Regions from separate parts of the Macaca mulatta genome. Here region 2 is linked to region 1. The links are chromatin contacts, called in public Hi-C maps. All regions are on one chromosome and are shown on one strand. Each heading gives the region's core, a stretch centred on a gene start, on an enhancer-like site or on the middle of the called end of the contact. The rest is flanking DNA. Distances are from core to core; before and after follow the strand shown. Region 1 holds the start of DDI2 (DDI proteasomal shuttling factor 2). Region 2 holds the start of DNAJC16 (DnaJ heat shock protein family (Hsp40) member C16).

Region 1 (3,127 bases), core at 616-3,115:
AGCTGCAGTGAGCCATGATCGTGCCACTGCACTCCAGCCTGGGTGACAGACCAAGACTCTGCCTTGGGAAAAAAAAGGAAATCACATAATGTCACTTATGCCAGAGTTAGTCTGTGGAGCCATGATTCGAAGGGAGGGACATACACCCCACTTCTTAATGGGAGGGTTGTCACAATCACATTGTAGGAAGAGCATATAGGATGGGAGACACTGTCATGATCATCTTTGGAGAACAAAATCTGCCAGACCTGGGAACCTGAGCACCACTAGACCAAATATAACAATTAACCAATGAGTCCAGCCTCATCTGATTCCTTGATACCCCCACTGGACAATCCTAGAACATTTCTTGGCTAAACTTACTTCAATTTGCAATGGTTATTTCAAACATTCACTGTAGAAGGCACTGTGTATGTCTTTCCTAATACCCATTCCCAGCCTCCCTTTTCCCTATTTATGTCCTTTAGGCAAAGCTAAATACTTGCTTTCCTAGCCTCTACGCATCTATGTGACACAATTCTGTCCAGTGAGATGTAAGCAAAAATGTGCACAGGGACTTCTGGGCAACCTTTTTCCTTGAATAGGAAAATGATGCATGGCGTGGAGGCAGCCAGCCATATATTGCAACCCTCAGGAAACAGTCAAAACAATTACAGAGGTATTGACCCTAATTTCAGTGAGCCACTCAACCAATGCTGTTGCTACCTCCAGGCCTTCTCTCCTGTGAGAAAATAAACCCTTGTTTGTTTAAGCCACTGATAGTCAAGCTTTCCGTTGCTCGTAGGCGATATAAGCATTCTCACTACCCTGTTCCTCTACTTTCTCTTCGTAAAAGCCTTCGGCTGCTAATTCTCCCTTTCCTGCACCAACAGCCTACTTACTACCTACTTACCTGCACCCACAGCCATCTTATTTGCTCCTTCTCTCCTGTTAAAATGGAAAAGGGCTCCCTACATGGACGGGGGAGTGGGAGTAAATGGAAAGATGCTAATCTGGCATCCATTACAAATTCATCTTTCAATTTTGGTTTTCTTACTCATCCGCACGTTAGTTCTGGGTCTCTATCACTCATCAGCTATGTGCCTTAAACAGGCCATTAAAGTAGCAAATATTTATTGAGCAGATTCTAAGCTGTGCCCAAAAAGGCACTGCGCTAGGTGGTAGAGGTTGCTAGGGCTAGGAAACAGACAGTCCAAGTAGAGAGAAAACTATTTACAAGACAGGGGAATGGAGCCTTGTAGGAACTGAGCTATGTGGTTGGGAGGGCAGAGAATGTGGGAAGAGCTCGGGAGAAGGGGCTGGGGAGGTAGGCGTGGGCCACAGCCAACTGGCTTCTATAGACTAGGGAGGGTAATGATTTTGGTTTTAATCCTAAATCACTGAGACAGGAAGTGAATTACTCTCTCGGAGCCTCAATTTCTACCACGAAAAATACGTTTTTATTACTAACTCCTGTACTAGATTGAGAGTTACGGAGAAGGATTTATCTTTTTATTCATTTCTGCGTCGCCGGCGCCCGACACGTGGTAGGCACTTAATGCCTGTTCGGTGAACAAATAAGACTGGGGACTCCTCCACAGACCTCAGTCATTAAGTCAACCAGTCAGCAGAGATTTCCTTCTCCGCGTTCCTTTTCTTCCCTCCCCTTTTCTCGCCCTTCCTCCCTCTCCCCTCCCACGCCCCCTTCCCACTCCTCCCCCTCCTATCTTCTCCAGGCTTCCTCCTCCCCTTCCAGTCCCCGCCCCCCGCTGCGTCGCGAAGGCGGGGAAGGCGAGGCGGGCTTTACGGCAGCCGAGTTGCGGCGGGGCGGGGCGCCGGGCGGGCGGCGCGCTTGGCGGCAGCCGTGGGAGGCAGGCGGGCAGGCAGACGGACTCGCAGGCGGGTGGCGGCGGCCGTGCTTGCTAGTGAGGGCGGGCGGGAGTGACTCACTGAGCGTGTGTGAGGGAGGGAGCGAGCGAGCGAGCGAGCGAGCGAGCAGCCCGCGCCGGCCTTCCGCAGCACCAGCCAGGCCACGCCGCCGCCTCTTCCCCTGCGCCCCGCGCCCAGGCCGGGCCGAGCCGGGTCGGGCCCGGGCCATGCTGCTCACCGTGTACTGTGTGCGGAGGGACCTCTCCGAGGTGACCTTTTCCCTCCAGGTCGACGCCGACTTCGAGCTGCACAACTTCCGCGCGCTGTGCGAGCTCGAGTCTGGCATCCCCGCAGCCGAGAGCCAGGTACGCCGGGCAGCGAGCCGGGCCTGCCCCGGAGCTAAGCCCTCCCCGCCTCGGGGCCGCACTCCCTTTGCTACTGGTGAAGAATTGGGGGCTGGGGTGAGCAGGGATAGCCATTCTCAGGTCACCCCCGCATCCGGGAAGGAGTTGGGGAGCTGGCATCGGTAGCTGCCCTCACACACCCCGAGCGTGGGGTGGGGTACGAGGAGAGGGAGCGGAGAACCTGACCGCAGACGCACCCACTGCAGCGTGAGGGGCGCGTGGACTGTAGAGCAGCGCTAACCCTCCTCACCTTTGGCTCTTTGGCCCTTTTTCTGATCCCGAGTGTAGGATATCGTTGTGGACCTCAGAAGCAGCCCTGGGTTTGCTAGGGTTCATACGTCCTGCAAACCAGAAATACCAGTTTGGATCACTGTGGTAGATAGATGTTCCTCTGCTTCTCTCTCTCTTTTTTTTTTTTTTTTGGAGAGGGTTTCTGCTTAAATATACGCAGTTTAAATGCACAGATTTGCACTTCCGGTGAAAGAAAAAGTTTAAGACTTGCACTACCTCGTTTTGGGGTCTTTGGAAGTGCTCTTTACCCACTACATGCGTTTCTGGTTAAATTCTTTTGAAAAACAGTACCTGTTGGTTCAACTCAAGCTGTTTGTTTCTTTCGGTTCTACCCTGGTAGTAAGCCAGAGGGCCCATTTTCTTTCAGGCCACAGTTCAGAGTTTGGGTCAGTTCAAAGCTCAATGCTTTAAAAGGATATGTGCTTGGAAACGGCCTAATATCTGCTGTTTGGTGGTTTCATTTCCCTACTCAGCTTGCTTTGCTGGAAAGAAGTTCAACCTCTCATATTTTAACTAAGCAAAGTAATTCTCAAAATGCTTTGGGGCTGCCCCTAGTCTTTATCAAACAGAATCGGTGACAATAA
Region 2 (2,700 bases), core at 123-2,622, 90 kb before region 1:
AATGTTTAAGGACACATGGGCAGTAAGCGGCCGAGGCAGGCAGGATTGAAACCCGAAACCTGACTCGACAAGCCACACTTTTAAAATCCAAGAGTCCACCTTAGAATATAATCGCTTGAGCAGCAAAACCTCAGCCCCATTCGTTCACTTATTCTCCGAATTTTGTTTTTTTTTTTTGAGACGGAGTCTCGCTCTGTTGCCCAGGCTGGAGTGCAGTGGTGCGATCTCGGCTCACTGCAAGCTCCGCCTCCCGGGTTTACGCCATTCTCCTGCCTCAGCCTCCTGAGTAGCTGGGACTACAGGCGCCCGCCACCTGGCCCGGCTAGTTTTTTTGTATTTTTTAGTAGAGACGGGGTTTCACCGTGTTAGCCAGGATGGTCTCGATCTCCTGACCTCATGACCCGCCCGTCTCGGCCTCCCAAAGTGCTGGAATTACAGGCTTGAGCCACTGCGCCCGGTCTTTCCGAATATTTATTGAGGCTGTAGTCAAACACTGAGAACATGGAGGTGAACAAAACAAAATCCCTGCTTTTAGAGTTTACATTCCAGTGGAAGGATCAGGTGATAAACTATATAAATAAATAAAAGACATAGTATGTTAGTGATAAATGCAAAGAGAAAAAAATAAAAACAGGGCAGAGAGATGAAAGCTCTTTATATCCCCAAGGCATCTATCTCATTGGCTCAAAGAAAGTTTCCCTCACCTGTGCCTTATCCCTCTCCCAACCCCCACCGCCCTTTCCCCGTGCTTAAGGCAGAGACCGGTACATTCTTGGGTGGAGCTCGCCTTTCGGTAAACGGGATTAGGAGTCCTGGATTCTCTCAACTCAAAAAAAAAAAAATCAGTAAACAAAAATAAAAGGAATCCTGGATTCTAGGCCTTGGGCAAATCCCTGCCCCTCTCTGGACCTCAGTCTCCTTATCAATATTGGAGGAGTTGGAGAGTTAAAGAATCCCTAGGGTCCCTTCCAATCTGACGCTCTAGGATTCTATGAATAGGGTTAAAGAGAATAGGGACCAGAGATTGCGTCCCCATCCTAGCAACTGTTGCTAGACGAGGGCCATCTCTCGGTAGCAGCGGAAACACCTTCCTGGATAGAGGAGGTCCTTCTGGCATCCCATCATGCATAGCGACTTCGCCTCGCTAGGAGGCACGTTTTGGCCTCTTTGGTCACGATCAACCCTTTGGAAGCAACCAAAGAGCGCCCCTGGTTCCTATAGCAACCGCCCCAGGTCCACGCGTAGACGGCGAGTGGCAAGGGTCAAATATATTTGCCAAGTAGAAACCCTCGACCTGTTCAGTCCTCGCCTTCAGTGCGATGGACCTTTAAGCGTCACGTGACTCCCCTCGGACTTGTCCCCGCCTCTTTTCCCTCCCCAGGCCCGGGCGAGCGCTGTTGTGGACGGGAAGCTCCCGGCCCGGCGAACTAACTGGAGCACGGACGCTGCAGCCGGTTGGGCCGGTGTACTTTCCCGGTAACTCCTTCCCGGCGTGACGCGCGGAACCGCGGACGCGGCGGGGCCAGGTCGACTCAGGGATTTCCCCTCAGTTCCTTCTTGTTTCCAGTCACTGCCGGGCCCGGGGGGAGCCGGGAGCCAACAGGGCCGGGCCCTGGGCTCTCGGAGGGCGGCGGGGGAGGGGGTTGTCTCCTGTAGGGTTGCGACCTCCGGCGGGAGCGCGAGGCGGGTTTTAGACCTGGAGCGTGTCTCTGGGAGCCTCTTCCTGGTCCTGGAGATGCTACCCAGAGGGTTGGCAGCCTACCTGTTGGGCAGGTGTTTGCTGCTCCGAGGTCGGCGCCGTCTATCTCGCATGTCAGCGAAAGAACTTCCCAGACCGCCGCCACTCGGGCCCTCTAACTGGAAGGAACTGACACAGTTAAATAAGGCAGTGGTCGTACTGCATGGTAGAAATAATAGCACTAACGACCATTTATTGACTGTTGACTCTGGGCTCAGTAAACCCTTTAGATGCATTTAGTCCCCACATGATGGGGACTAAAGGTAGTAGTATTCATTCCGATTTTATGAATAAGGACGCTGATGCTTAGCAAGTTTAAATAATTTGCCCAAGGTAATACAGTAGGGGAGAGTAGATCCCAGCCTTCAACCCATATGCTTAACCAGTAGCTACATCGCCTTCACGTGTTTTGTAGGCTATAATAGATTGCCTTAACAAAGAAGAAACTGGTTTGTTTTAGGATTTTATTCAGCACGTATGCAATTTTAAACATTGATCATTAGATTAGTCAATTTTGTGAGGACCCCCAGGCGGCATTAAACTTGCACTTACGGAAATCTACCACTGTTATAGCTTTGCCCCTCTTCAGTAAGGTGTCACAGTAGACATTTGAACCTTAAAACTGTATTAGCTTATGAGAAATCAAGATAAATTGAGAAAAACATCATAGGGTATAACAGCGATCATAATTGTGGAGTATACATATCCACAATTCCAGCACTACCCTGTTCGTTAACCAGCCAGGATTATTTCCAAAATTCACAATGTACTCACCAGAGATGGAGCTTAAAACTTTTAAAGATCATGTCTGCTATTTGGTCTTTGCCATTAATTCTTCTTCACATGGAAAACTGAATTTTTTCTTGCCACTTTTTCTCATCTGAGGTTTCCATTAATAATGACCATATTGGCCGGCACGATGGCTCACGCCTGTAATCCCAACAATTTGGGAGCCGAGACAG

Evidence for each region. A called contact is a pair of places that touch in the nucleus more often than the background predicts.
Region 2: a contact with region 1 is called in a Hi-C map of cortical neurons, with 2.4 times the contacts expected there. The contact joins the promoter of DNAJC16 here to the promoter of DDI2 in region 1. A contact is called at or near these places in 2 of 14 Hi-C or Micro-C datasets (cortical neurons and liver).

The regions. Positions count from the first base shown.
Region 1 is chr1:225,424,214-225,427,340 of T2T-MMU8v2.0, reverse strand. DDI2 (DDI proteasomal shuttling factor 2) reads left to right here and starts at 1,865. Exons shown (of 10, transcript XM_015119175.3): 1 at 1,865-2,213. The coding sequence starts at 2,076.
Region 2 is chr1:225,514,209-225,516,908 of T2T-MMU8v2.0, reverse strand. DNAJC16 (DnaJ heat shock protein family (Hsp40) member C16) reads left to right here and starts at 1,372. Exons shown (of 15, transcript XM_015118651.3): 1 at 1,372-1,526.